2 separate regions of the Mus musculus genome follow, and region 1 is linked to region 2. Evidence: chromatin contacts called from public promoter capture Hi-C data. All regions are on one chromosome and are shown on one strand. The core of a region is the stretch at or near the end of the contact, and the rest is flanking DNA. Distances in the headings are between cores, read along the strand shown. Region 1 holds the start of Mtif3 (mitochondrial translational initiation factor 3). Region 2 holds the start of 1700041I07Rik (a long non-coding RNA gene).

Evidence for each region. Capture Hi-C pulls out chosen DNA fragments and counts their contacts.
Region 1: a contact with region 2 is called in a promoter capture Hi-C map of liver. The contact joins the promoter of Mtif3 here to the promoter of 1700041I07Rik in region 2. A contact is called at or near these places in 7 of 39 promoter capture datasets (embryonic stem cells, hematopoietic stem and progenitor cells, hippocampal neurons and 4 more), 10 of 484 Hi-C or Micro-C datasets (CD4 T cells, CD8 T cells, embryonic stem cells and 6 more), 3 of 115 datasets of contacts at active chromatin or transcription factors (embryonic stem cells, memory CD8 T cells and thymic regulatory T cells) and 2 of 9 other capture datasets (adipose tissue and liver).

Annotation. Positions count from the first base shown.
Region 1 is chr5:146,960,147-146,967,401 of GRCm38.p6, forward strand. Mtif3 (mitochondrial translational initiation factor 3) reads right to left here and starts at 3,651. Exons shown (of 4, transcript NM_001256102.1): 1 at 3,577-3,651.
Region 2 is chr5:146,793,860-146,800,589 of GRCm38.p6, forward strand. It overlaps 1700041I07Rik (a long non-coding RNA gene), which reads left to right and starts at 1,966. Exons shown (of 2, transcript XR_377208.4): 1 at 1,966-2,263. It overlaps Usp12 (ubiquitin specific peptidase 12), which reads right to left and starts at 1,097. Exons shown (of 9, transcript NM_011669.3): 1 at 756-1,097. The coding sequence starts at 803.

The DNA of each region.
Region 1 (7,255 bases), core at 2,401-4,900, 170 kb after region 2:
TTCTATAGAAGAGAGTGAGACAAACAGCATGTGTTGAGACTGGTTTCATCTTCTAGTCACAGGTCCAAAGTGGACAGCAAGCCACCAGCAACCACCAGGGTGCCCAATCTTCTGTCTCATGATTCTAGGCCAGCCCTGACTGACAGTGCCTCCTCTATCAGATACCTGGTCTCCAGGTCTCCCCGAGAGTATTTTGTTTTGCTTGCTGGTCATACTTCATTTACAGTTTGGCAGCATGAAGGGGCTTAGTCCAGCCAGTTGTATAATTTAAACATTAAGGAAAATGGCTGTAATTCCCTTCCACACGCTGAATATATATGCAAACATCTATTAGGATGATAACTGCCACTGTGTGTCACCGCCACACCCCAGCTCCATGGAAAACTGGTAAATTGGTAATTAAACAGAAAGAGCTGAGCGTTTACTCTGTCTTTTAAGGGAAAACTGTGCCCATCTCTGTGGATGAGGAAGAGCTCTCCTTCCTAGCATGGAGATGATGATTATGGTAATAATAATAGCAATAATAACCACCACCACCATTTTGGAACAAAGGAAAATGGCTCATTTAGTCAATAGTCAAACACCTTTAGGTACAAGGCTGATGCCACAAGGTCACCCACACACTGTGCCCAGATTAAATACGTATGAACACTTTGCTGAGGAGGACGCTGGCTGTCACCGTCATGGCCAACGGTCAGAGTGGCACTGCCACCAGAGGAAAAGCATGACACCCCGGGCATGCCTCCTGATCCGAAGCTGCTGCAAATACGCAGAGCTTTCCACAACACAGCCTCGCCCTGAGGTAATCCAAACTGGCTCGCTTCTCCACCCAGCTTCCAGAATAAGGCTGGACCCAGAGAGCAATGACCTGGAGGATGCCACAGGGAAGGGATCTCACAAACCCAGACTCTGAGACAACACACTAGCTTGGTGAGGATGAAAAGGGGAGATGGGCTGGCTTTGAATAAAAAGCTAGGGAAATTACAAAGTGTAATGTTTGAAAAAAATCCTCCGAGAGATACCCTGGGAAACAGGAACGCAGATTAGTTATTGGGAACTTGCAAAAAGTACCAACAGCTTGCTCAGTGTGAGAATAAAACTCTCGGGAGACAAGCCCTGACGTATTTAGGATCATGACACGTGTCCTTCTGAAATGGCTCGGCTGGAAATGGGAGTTACAAAGTGCGATTATGGCGACATTTGCCGAATCTGAACATGGGTGTCAGTTAGCTCATCTTCCCATTCTTTGCTTTGTTCAAGTGATTTTTGTAATTAATGTGTAAAGAAAACAAAGAAACAGGAATTGATGCCCGGAAGAAGTAGTAGCTCAGTGGTCATGTCCCTGCGATGAATCCAGCCTGCAGTGTCCATGTGTCATCCTACTGAACTGAACGGCCACACTGGCTCTGTGCATTATCCTGGCTGGTGCTTTGTCAACCTCACACAAGCTAGAGTCACCTGGCAAGTCAGTGGAGCGTTCTCCTGAGTAATGACTACTGTAGTAGGAGATCCAACCCGCTGTGGGCACTACCCTTCCTGGGTGGTGTGAAAAAGCAGGCTGAGAGGCCACGGGGAGCCAGCCAGTGAGCAGTGTTCCTCTGTGGTCTTGTTTTGGTTTCTGCCTCCAGGTTCCTGCCCTGACTTCCCTCAGTGGTGAACTATGATTTGGACCAGCTAGCCCAATCAACCCTTTCCTCTCCAAGTAGTCTGCTTTTTTGCTATGGTAGTTCTCGAAGCAATAGAAAGCAAACTGGGCACACATATTACTATGTACCTACACACATACATACCATTAGCTTCACAGCCTGTGTGTAAAAGAACCACAAGTAAGGGTTTTACAAATGTAAAATTCTGAAGACTTCTGTAACACTAATCTACTTATTTCTCTAGTTTTGGTCAAACCAAAATCTCCAAGGTTCTCACTGTCTCAAACGGCAATGAGTGCCAAGTACAGCTCACACATGTTTTGATAATTCAAGGCCCCAGCAGAATATCAACTGCAACGTTTTATGGTTCCCACCGTCTTCTGCTCTTAAAACTTTTAATACAGGCAGGCAGTGGTGGCGCACACCTTTAATCCCAGCACTCGGGAGGCAGAGGCAGGTGGATTTCTGAGTTCAAGGGCAGTTTGGTCTACAGAGTTCCAGGACAGGAGGGCTACACAGAGAAACCCTGACTCGAAAAAAAACAAAAACAAAAAACAAACAAACAAAAAAACCTTTCAATACTTTTCTGCTAACATTCTTCAGTATGAACCCAATTAGAGTATCTCTAAGCTGTAATGTATTACAATGTTTTATTTTTAAAATTGCTACTTGAGTTCCAAACTTGAGTTTCCTAATACAATATCAACAACAACAGTAATAATAAATAATAAATTATGGCTTGTGATTAGTACGGGAGTTCCAATAATTTCTAAAGTGAGCCTAAACACACTAACACTATTCATCAGTGCAGCCTTCACAACACTAAAAATTATGAAACTGTATCAGTTAACTCGGAAACGTGTTGACTATGCTCACAGCCTACACTATCTAATACTAAGCAAAGATTCAGGGCCAGCCAGATGGCTCAGTGGGTAAGGGTGCTTGTGTGTCTGTCTGCCTGTCTGTCTGATGTGTCTGGGCACCCATGCCATGGTGCCAGTGTGGAGGTCAAAGGACAACCTTGTGGACTGAGTTTTCTCCTTCCACCTTTAGGTTCCAGACACTGAACTCTGCCTTGCCTACTGAGCAGCTCTTCAACCTAATGATACTGATTTCTTTTTTCTTTCCTTCTCTCTGAGACAGGATCTCACTATGGAGACCAGGCTGGCCTCCAATTCACAGATCAGCCTGCCTCTGCCTCTGCCTCCGAGGGATAAGGCTTTATTCCTGACGGGATATGGCCTGACGGGAGCTTATTTCTACCACTTATTTCTTTACTTTTTTTCTGAATCGTTACACTTCATAATCACAAGCTCACATTGACATATTGAGGGCTTATATTCACTCCCGAAGGAAAGGATGGGTTCTAGTAGAATCCATATTTTGCGAAAATGACGTTGGCTTCATCCTATGACTGAATTCTCTCACCTTCAATTCCGGAAGGAATTTCAAAAGTCCTGACACGGCGAGCGGTGCACGCCTTTAATCCCAGCACTTCGGAGGTAGAGGCAGGAGGATTTCTATAGGTTTGAGGTCAGACTGGTCTACCGAGTGCGTTTCAGGACAGCCAGAGATAAATAGTGAGACCCTGTTGCAAAAACATCAAAAATTAAAGGAAAAAAAAATCCCAAAACGCTCACAAGGGGTCCGCAGCAGACACGCCCACCAGGACGCCATGCCACCAGGATGCCAGTTGTCCTACGCCCCCACCTTGCCCCCCAAATCCGTGGAAGGAGCGTGCGCGCGCACACAAACAGCGAAACTGGCTAGGCTGGCGAGCAAGTGATTATTGGCAGCTCGGCAACTGGTCTCGACTCCGAAGGCTGGTGCTGCCGCCACCCCACGTCCACGGAGGGCTCTCTGCACAGAATGTTCCCAGGACATGCATTCCCACCTCAGCCCCGTCGCCAAGCCCTCACCTCAGCGTTACCTGGGCCGGGGTAGGCGAGCAGGAAGAACTAGCAGGTCCGTACCTGGACTCCGCCGGAGCACCGCGTCGGCTTCCGTAGCAGGCGGAACTTCCTGAGTCCCTTAAAGGGAGGGTGCAGCTGCGGCCTGCGGATTCCACTAATGGAATAAAGCCCTCCGACAAAAAAAAAAAAAAAAAAAAAAAAAAAAAAAAGAATCGTGCAGCAGGCCTGAGTGAAACTGAGAGATTTGCTACTAACCTGCTGCTCCAAAGGCCAAGTGAACGCTAAAATATAGAGTCCCTGGAACAGTCACTGCATCGCTTCCGCCAGTTACATTAATAATGTTGAATAATGCCTTCTACAGTGCTAGACAACTGCAGGGCGGTGTTAAACTATTGCCACCTGCGGATCTGGTTTAGTGGAAGCTCTAGCTGGGTAGCAGGGTGCAACCCTCGCTCTCAAGATTGCTCTCTTCTGAGAAAAAGAGATGGATTCAGGTTCGATTACTGTCAGAACTGGGAGAAATCATAACAGACCACCCACATGTGGGATGATTGACCGCATTGGCCAGAGTCAGGCAAGAGGATGGTCAGAAACTTCGAGCCCCTGGGTGTTGCACTTTCAGGCTATTGGGGCCCTGCACCCTTGTTACCAAGCTGTTGACTGTCCCCTACTTTGGCGTTAAGTCCCTGCTTTTCCCCATTCTTCAACAGGGAACTCCTTAGAGAAGCCGCTGAATGTCCCTCATTTACAGACTACGTGTCTATAACATATAATTTATACATCTTGTCTTGTTTAATCCTCACCAAATAACTCAATCAGGGTAATATCTGATTGCAACTATTACTGGTACATCAAAATACCATCCTTTTATTGCAGGTGAGGAACCTGGGTCATCCTTAAATAGCTTTAGAGCCGCATCCAAGTCTCCCTTTCTTCATCAGATCACAGCCTCTGGCCCATGAGCCTTGTATCTGTGACAGGCAAAAGCTGAAGCAATTCTTTATGATCCAAAGGCCAGGGCTGGGCTCTGCATGTCAGCCATTCCTAAGTGAAATGAAGAATTACAGATACTTTTTATTCTGCCAGCATTAGTCCTCCATGGGACGATAGAAGCATAGTTGTGCAAATAAAGTGTGGAGACCACCTCTTGGATAGACAGGTCCATAACAGTTGTAAGTGCTCACATTTGTGATAAAGTTTCCATAAGCACCACAGTTCTAAACACTTAGCCTGTATTGAGTTAGTTTAATCCTCAAGACACCCTCATGATACACTGCCATCACTACCCATTTTTAAAAAGATTTATTTATTCATTATATATAAGTACACTTCAGACACCCCAAAAGAGGGCATCAGATCTCATTACGGATGGTTGTGAACCATCATGTGGTTGCTGGGATTTGAACTCAGGACCTTCGGAAGAACAGTGCTCTTAACCGCTGAGCCATCATCTCTCCAGCCCCATCATTGCCCATTTTATAGATGAGGAGACTGAACATGGAGAAGATACATGACTCGTCCCATCATTACACCCTGATCAGAATCAAGAATGTAAAAAGAAGTCTGGAGGGATAGCTCAGTGGAGGGATGATAGCTCAGTGGAGGGATGATAGCTCAGTGGAGGGATGATAGTTCAGTGGTTAAGAGGGTGTTGCTCTTTCAGAGAGGCTGGATCCTGTTCCCAGCATGCAGAACTGCCTGTAACTCCAGTTCCAAGAACCCCAGTGGCCTCTTACTACCTAAAAGGTGCTTGCACGCACATGGTGTACACACAGAGATATGGGCACACGTATACATACATAAACATAAATAAAAATGATTTTAAGAAGATTTTTAAAGAGAATGAAGGGGACTGGGGAAATAATTCAGTGACAATGACCAAGAACTCTTATAAGCTACAAGGTTTCATTGGGGCTGCCTTACAGGTTCAGAGGTTCAGTCCGTTATCATCATGGCAGGAAGCACGGCAGCCTGCAGGCAAGCATGGCCCTGGAGAAGGAGCTGAGGGTTCTACATCTTGATCTGAAGGCAAACAGGAGACGACAAGCTTCCTGGCCACTAGGACCAGGGTCTTAAAGTCCACACCTACATTGACATACTTCATCCAACAAGGCCACACTTCCAAATAGTGCCACTCCCTGGGCCAAGCATATTCAACCCACCACCCAGACTGTTTGTTTTATGTATTTCTTATGTAAGTGTAGGGCCTAGTACCTGCTAGCACTGAGTTAAATCCCCAACCCCAGAGCAAGAATACTTACTTAGCATGAGCAAGGCCCAGCTTCTACCCTCAGTACTGAAAAATAAGAGGGGGGGGGGGGAGAAAGAGAAAAAGGAAACCTGACCCAGTCTGGTGTTACAACCCTCTACTTGGTTAATGTCCTTCCGCCAAAGCAGTGACTGAGGAAGAGACGCTGCCCCTGAAAACGTGCAGTAAGCTGGATGAAAGGAATGTGTTACACCTAATAGACACCAACGATGCACTTAACAGATGAACAAAGGATTTAGCCTTTGATAAGGTTGTGGTTCAAGAAATTTAATCAGACAGACATTCTTGGCAACTGCAGCTTCCTGCCCAGCATCTTGTTTTAGCCTTGTTTTTTCACATCCTGAACTCTGCTCTAGCCACGGTGAAATGGGAGATGGCCTATTTTAAGCAACCATTAGGAACGTTGGGTTCAGCTTGGCTATGACAGGATTCAGAGACTCTTGAATAAAGACAGTAGGTAAAACAAGCAACCTGCCCCCAAGACTGCCTTGCTGCATTCATCCTCCTATTTGCCAAGGCACAGTTTCTGCTTGTCGGTCATAAAAGGACAGATATTAAGATTTCCTGGTCCCATTGCTGCCTCTGTTACGTTTGTCTCTTGTGCTCCCATAAAAAGCCCTGTCAGAATGTAATGTTTAATTAAGTCAGCAGATCTGTAAGTCCATGGTATTTTCTCCAAAATTCACTTCTACTAAGAAGGTCTCCATGGAAACAATCTTTCAGAAATTCTCTCTCAAATTAATTTCAGAACAAGTGGTCCTCACACATCTAAGAGGGAGATGCTGAAGTCCACAGTGAGCCTGCCAGTGAGTCCAACCTCCCAAAGGAGCAGCGAGGTCAGTCAGGGCATCCAGGACACCACAAAGGGTACCTTAGGACGAGCTGTTGAAGAACGAGCAGGCACAGGCCTCCGTATAAACCCCCTCCTGTGTGGCAACTGGGGACAGCAACAGTTTTCAAAGCAAACCACATACTAGTAAAAATTTTGGCTTATTTTGAAATTGTATGGATGCTGCTGAGTCTGCATGGGAGCATGGCAGCCACTGTCAATATAGAGGGCCAGCTGAGAAGACACACATTCGAGTTCTGCTTATTGATATGGCAGAGGGGACATAGGAAACAAGATGTCGGGGTTGAGGGTGGGGCACGATGGCAGAGTGTTAGAAAAAGCATTTTAATCTTCCTGAAGCCAGCCAGCCCTGGTCCATGAGTCTACTTCCACGGATTCATGCATCTAGTATCATAAACTATTATGGCAAGTCTTCATGTAGACGCTCGGCCATTTACTCTCAGATGGGAGCATGGGTCATCCACTCCAAACACGTGCACGCCTGTGCACTGAGTAAACAAAACAAGGATTAGCCGAGCTTGCGAGATTTAGAGGACTTGAGACTCAGCCTTTGCATGACTTAAGTTTATTCCTGGCT
Region 2 (6,730 bases), core at 716-3,215:
CGGTGTCTGCTCTATTAAAATAAACAAATGACAGGAAAGCGAATGCAGCTTTTCAAGATTAACACAGATTCCCAGAGACAAGGCTGCCATCTGGACGGACACAGGTTGGAAGCCGCAAGAGTTCCTATCGCTTCAGAGAGTTGAAAATAAGAAAACATTTCAACAGCACTCTTAAAAGTTTCCACCTTCACACGCCCCCTTCCCGAGCCAGGGCCTGGGGCTCCACCTAACCCGAGGAGGAACTCCGCCAGGACTTCCGTCTTCCAGTAGGATCGAGACCCTTCCTTCCTGCCGCAGACCCCCGCCCTGCCCCGCGCAGGGCCCCAAGGAAATGCCGCGTCCCTTCCCCTGGCACAATCCCCTCGCTTCCCGGTACCAGTCCCCAGTTTAAAGTCCCGGCTCCAGCCTCCAACCTCAGTCCACACCTCGAGTCCCCAAGTCCCCAACCCCAGTCTGCAGCCCTTACCCCCAACCCCGTCCCTGAGCCCCCAGGCCCTAGTCCCCAGCCACAGTCCCCGAGTCCCCGGTGCCCAGACCCAGAGCTCCCCGTCCTCAACTGCGACCCCGTGGTCAGGACCCAACCCCGAGCCCCGGTCGGTCCTATCCCCAGTGTCCCGGCCCCGCCTGCCGTGTCCAGCACGCCTTCCCCGCGGCCACTCGGCCCCGCGCCCGGTCCGCCCGCACACGACCAGGCCCGCGGGCGGCGCCTCGAAGGCGGGGACCGGCCCCCCGGGCCGCGCTGCCGCCGCACCTACCATGGTACAGATGGAGGCGAATTTGGAGACTGTCATTAGGATTTCCATCCGCCCGGCGCCATCTTCCAGACAGTCGCGGCGGGCGGGGGACGCGGGGAGCCGGGCCGCCCGCTCGCTCCGCAGCCCGCGGCCGCACCCGGAGCCGCCGCCGACCCACGCTTCTAGCCTGCTGGGCCGCCGCTGCCGTCGTCGCCGCGGGCGCTCAGGCTTCCTCCGGCCCAGCCCCCGCCCGCCGGCCGCCCGCCCGCCCCCGGCTCCGCCCCGGCGCACGGCGCAGCCGCCGCCTCAGGGCCCGCGCCTGCCCGGGAAGCCGCTCACAGCACACCCCGCCCAGCGCGCTGGGGAGAGAGCTCCGCGCAGGCCCTACCGCCCCGACGACCGGGCAGCGTCCTTCCGCCCCGCCCGCCTCCGGCGCCGCCACGCCCACCGCAGCTGTGCCACGCCCATGGTGCCCCGCCCTCCCACGGGGGGGGGGCGAGCTTGGGGAGGACGGCTCCACCCAGTGCGCGTTGGGGCGGGGCGAGACCCGTGCCGCGTTCCTCCTGCAGATGGGTCCTAGCGCCGACGTGAAGCACCTACCTTAGCTTGCAAGAGCGGGTCTTTAGGGGATCGAGCCTTTGCTCTGCGGCGTCTGTGACATCAAGCAGCCTTTAGAGCGACTGACAGTCAGTTGAAACAGAAGACGGAGACCATATCTGGGAAACTGGATGGGTTGGAAGGCAACCCCGCCAGAGTCCCAAGCACTTGGATGTTTTTCTGGGGTGAATCATCTGGGCCTAATTCCCTAAGAAAAGGCTAATTAGATAAAAAGACAAGATTTAACTCTATGAATTAGCAGTAGTGGGGGAGAAGAGGAAGGGGAGCCAATCCTGAAAAACAGTGGGATACCAACTTGGAATTTGTAACAGGGTGGTATGTCCCAAGTAAGAAGCCGAAGCCAATGTGTGAGGAGCACATAGACCGTGTTAGCTAGTGGATGAACGCTTCCTATTTTCTACCGGCAGAAAATTCATAAAACTTCATAAATTACTACTTTAAAAAGCCTGTGATTTGTTTTGATTGGTGATCTGAGGGTAGGACCTTTTCTGCCTTCCACCCAACTCCCCACCACACCGGGTCTGTGGAACTTGGGGCCTAAATTCCGACGAAAGCTCTAAAATCTGATAAGCCTCACTTCATAGTCCAAAGCATTCAAAAGACCGAGAATTTGAACAAAATTTAGTCGAGAAACAGATTTCTGGTACATGAATACTGTTTCCATAGCAATTCCATTGTAAGCGTTGGGGGAGGGGAACACCCACTGAATACAGCTAAGTATTCTGGCAGCTGCTTATTCTCCAGGTATCTACCTTCGTAGTGGCTAGGCCTCCCGCTTTTCTGTAGATACCACGGCAGGGGCTTGGACTCTGGTTTACACCAGTTCAGATCTATGCAATGTTTGTCGCGTTGCTCGCCACTCTAGACTCCACAAGCATAGAGCATGGTCGTACAACATCTATATTTTAAAGGTAAGGATGGGAGCTGGACATATGGCTTAGTTGGCGAAGTGTTTGTGTAGGTGTTCTGAGGTTTCATATCCTCAGCTGAAGTGCTAATCCTACTATGGTAAGGTCATCCTCAGCTATTTAATGAGTTCAAGACCAGCCTGGATCACTTGAGTCCTTGTCCCCAAAAAAATAAATGAATGAAAAGCCAGTCACAGGGAATTGTGACATGCACCTACAATCCCAGCATAGGAAACAGAGAAAGGTGAGTCTCTGTGAGTTCAAGGGCAGCCTGGACTAAATAGCAAATCTACAGATCAGCCAGATCTATGCAGGGAGACCTGGCCTCAAAAATAAATAAAAGAGAATAAACAGCACATGTATGAAATTGTCAAAAAGAAATTAGCAAAAGCCAATGAGTAATTAATTAAAATGTTGAGCAAATAAAACCCTCCAGCTGTCAGTGTGCCGCCTCAGAATTCCTGTCATAGGCTAGGTAGTCTGCTGGATAAGGTTTCATTTTTAAGCTTTATTATTTTTACTTTATGTGTATGGGTGTTTTGCTTGCTCACATGCGTACAGTGTCCGCGGAGGCCAGAAGAAGGCATCAGATCCTCCTGGAACTGGAGTTGTAGAAGGTTGTGAGACCAGATGGATGCTGGGAACCCTTTGAATGCTCTAAGCGTAAACCTTCCAATAACCCCAGAGATCCATCATGCCAGGCTTGTTTTCTAATTGAAGAAGTATAGCATTCATCATTGCACCCCTAGTGAGTGCAGGGCCTGGGTCTATACACACACAGCACAGGCTCTGTCCCTGAAATCTGACGTCTCTCCCTACCTCTCCCAATGAGTCAACCTCTTTGGTTGCATTAATAATGTGGTCTAGCTGTTCAGATAGTAGATGTCAATCAAAATAGCCATAGTTCTAACTCAAGTCTATGTTGGAAATTGTCTTAGGGTTTCCATTGCTCTGAAGAGACACCATGACCAAGGCAACATTCTTATAAAGGACAACATTTAATTGGGCCTGGCTTATACTTTCAGAGGTTCAGTCCATTGTCATCATGATAAAAAGCATGGCAGCATGCAAGCAGACATGGTGCTGGAGAAGGAGCTGAGAGTTCTATATCTTCATCTGAAGACAGCCTGGAGGGAAATCTCCACACTGGGTGGAGCTTGAGCACTAGGAGACCTCAAAACCCGCCTACACAGGGCCACACCACCTCCAAGAAGGCCACACCTCCTCATAGTGCCACTTACCATAGGCCAAGCATATTCAACTCGCCACAGGAATGGAACCCAGGACCTAATTTAGGCTTAGACAAGTGTTAAACCACTGAGTTACACTCCCAGTGCAATGGCTTTTCAAAGCTCACTCACTACTAATCCAGCAAATAAAGTTGAGCATCTGTACAATAAACGTAGGTCTTATATAGGCTGCTCCAGATAAAGTGTAGTCCATAGGTCTAAATACTTGTATGTATTTATTTCACCCTGTCACTGTCTTCAGACACACCAGAAGAGAGCATCTGATCCCATTACAGATGGTTATGAGCCACCATGTGGTTGCTGGGAATTGAATGCAAGACCTCTAGTAGAGCAGTCAGTGTTCTTAACCATTGAGCCATCTCTGCAGCTCCCATGTTGGTATTTAAACACAGATTTAAAGAGGGGGTTAGAAGGGTAAGATGTAGTTCAGGGGAAGAGCATATATTTAGCAAGAGGTCTTGGGTTCAGTCTCCAGCATCAACAAAATAAAACAACCACAACTTAACTAAAAGAAGAGGCTTATCAGCCTCTACTTAAAACTGAAACAATGGTTTCATTCATTCGGATAGATAGATAGATAGATAGATAGATAGATAGATAGATAGATAACACCATCAAGTTTCTGTCACAGATTGCAAGGGGAAGGCTACTTGTCCTGGTACTCAGCAGGGATTGCCTCCTCGTCCCTGCTGGTTCTTCCCTGAACCCAGAAACACCCCACCATACATATGCCTCACCCCACACCTCACACCCCACCCTATCCCCCACCTCCACTCCAGTCATGCGGAGCAGAATACAGAAGCAGCTGGCTGCAATGTGCTCTCCACGGGACAGCAGCTCTTTCACAACAACGGCGTCTAGACTACATTGTCTAGATTCTTTTCTGTTTGTGACACTACATCTTCTGCAGATGTTCCTGACGGCTGAGTCCACCACAGGGAGTGATGAAGACGTCAAAGGCAACAAGAGGGTGCGGGAGATGTGTGCCTTTACCTCTGGTTGGTCCCGCTGAGAGCTCTCTAGCTTCTGCCTGCCTGTTCTGTTCCATCCACAGCAATGAGCTGTTGCTGCTCGCCTGCAGGACGCCTAACCACATCCAGTTGACCCCCTTATCTCTGACCTCTGGAAACTTGTTTCCCTCTTCTCCAACCTGCCCCTCATCTTCCTCATACCCTCTGGGTAGCTCTCCATGGAGTCTGAAGACTTTACTGGCTCCAGAAAGGATGTCCTGGGCCAGTACCAACATCCTTGGTGACGCTGGTACTCCTCGTTGCTCCTCATCAGCCATAGTGGATAGCAACAAAGCCAGAAGTGAATCTCCCAGTGACTTCTGGGAGATACCACCTCTAAATGTGCTCTTGCATCTTCTTCCTTGAGGTCCTGCTGCTCCTGCTGTATACCCAACTAGGTCTCGCCTGTATGCTCCTGACCACTGCAAAACTGCTGGTCAAACCTCAGCTATTAGAACAGCTGAAACGCTCTGCCTTAAAAGGAGGGCTCTGACCTCCCGCCCTCTTCCTCCTAAGTGCCTTCTACACAGGGCTGTTGTGTCAGATAGGTCCTAGTTCTACAGACATAGAGGGTCCCGTTGGAGACCCAGAGGAAGGCTTCAGCACAGCAACAGAACGGGGCGGGGGCGGGGACCCTCTGGTCTTGCTGCTCTTGTTGACACTCCCTGTGGCCACCCATACCCAGAAGCTGCTCATGAATGAGTGTGTGTAGGTGCCTCCTTGGGCCAGGTGTCTTCCCATTGGGCTGGTTTTGGCAGCAGCATCCAGAGTGTATCCATCTTTTACCCGACAGTATCCTCAGTCACCAGGCTGCTCTTATAGCTCTCCACTCTTCCAGAGCCAGATGGCATGACACAGATCATTAGAAAGCATGTCTATTTTTCCTAATCCAAAGCTCAGCAATTCTGTCCTCTCTGGAACTGAACAGGTCTTAGCTTGCTCTAACCTGCTGTATGCTCTGGAAGTAGCTCGCGCGCACACGCTTGCGTGTGCGTGTGCGTGTGCGTGTGCGTGTGCGTGTGCGTGTGCGTGTGTGTGTGTGTGTGTGCATGCACATGCAACAAACTTGCAATAGCTGGTTCTTTTTTTTTTTTAATACCACGTGGATTCTTGGGGTTAAACTCAGGTTTTTTAAGTCTTGACAGCGAGTGCCTTTATCTGCTGAGCCATCTCACTAACTCGGCTTTGGGTGTTTCAACTGGCTGGGCAAAACTTCTACACCAGGTTCTTCTATGAAGGCAGCTTTCTATGACCTGACCACATACCTTCATCACAGTTGTGAAGTCAGAGCTGATAGCTATACATGCACACACATACATACACCACATACACACTCACACACACATTCATGCACACAAATTCACACATGCACACATACGCATCCAGGAAGAACTAACAACAATAACCTCCAGCAAAGAAGTCAGGAGGAAAAAAAATGGACTCTGGCATCTGCCATCTAGATCTAGATATGAGCCCAACGGTGGCTGGAGCTCAGGATCTGGAATTTTATGAACCATGTATCAAAGGTCAGCCCACTTTGCTTGTCAGACTTACCTGTGGCCTAAGCTTCGAATTAGATCTGACTCCTGATTAACATAGCATTTACTGGTGTTCTGGGCCGCCCTTCAAGACTTGCTTTCTGATTTGAATTACAGTAGGGTAGGGTATGAGGAGGAGAGAGAGTATCTAGCAGGGAGCTCAGGTCTCAGGTCAGGTCCCTGCCTCTAGGCCAGCTGAGCCTCAGCACTGCAGGGGCTTTGGGCCACTGGAGACACTTGATGCAGGGAGGAAGGGACAATTAAGTGGAGGAGGAGGTTGCACCTATTAGCAATAAAGACGATCTCACGTACACAAGTATCACATATATAATTATATATATATGATACACACACACATGTCCGAGAAGGTCAGACTCCATTGCAGGAGACATTGCTTTATGGAAAGGGAACTCAGAGAATAGAGAACAGTATTGTTAGCTCCAAAGCATATGTCCAACTCTTCCTGCAGGAGGCACAAGCTGAGGCTGCTTCCCCATCTCTCTAAAGATGGGAAAAAAGGATGAGAGGAAGCTAGAGATCTCCCAACAGATGGAAAATTACATGCTTCAACATGGGTGAGAAGAAATGTAGGTTGTCTACAGCTGTCCCACAGGGCATGTTACAAAGTAACTGAGGACAATACAAACACAGAAGGGATAATTTGGCCCTCAG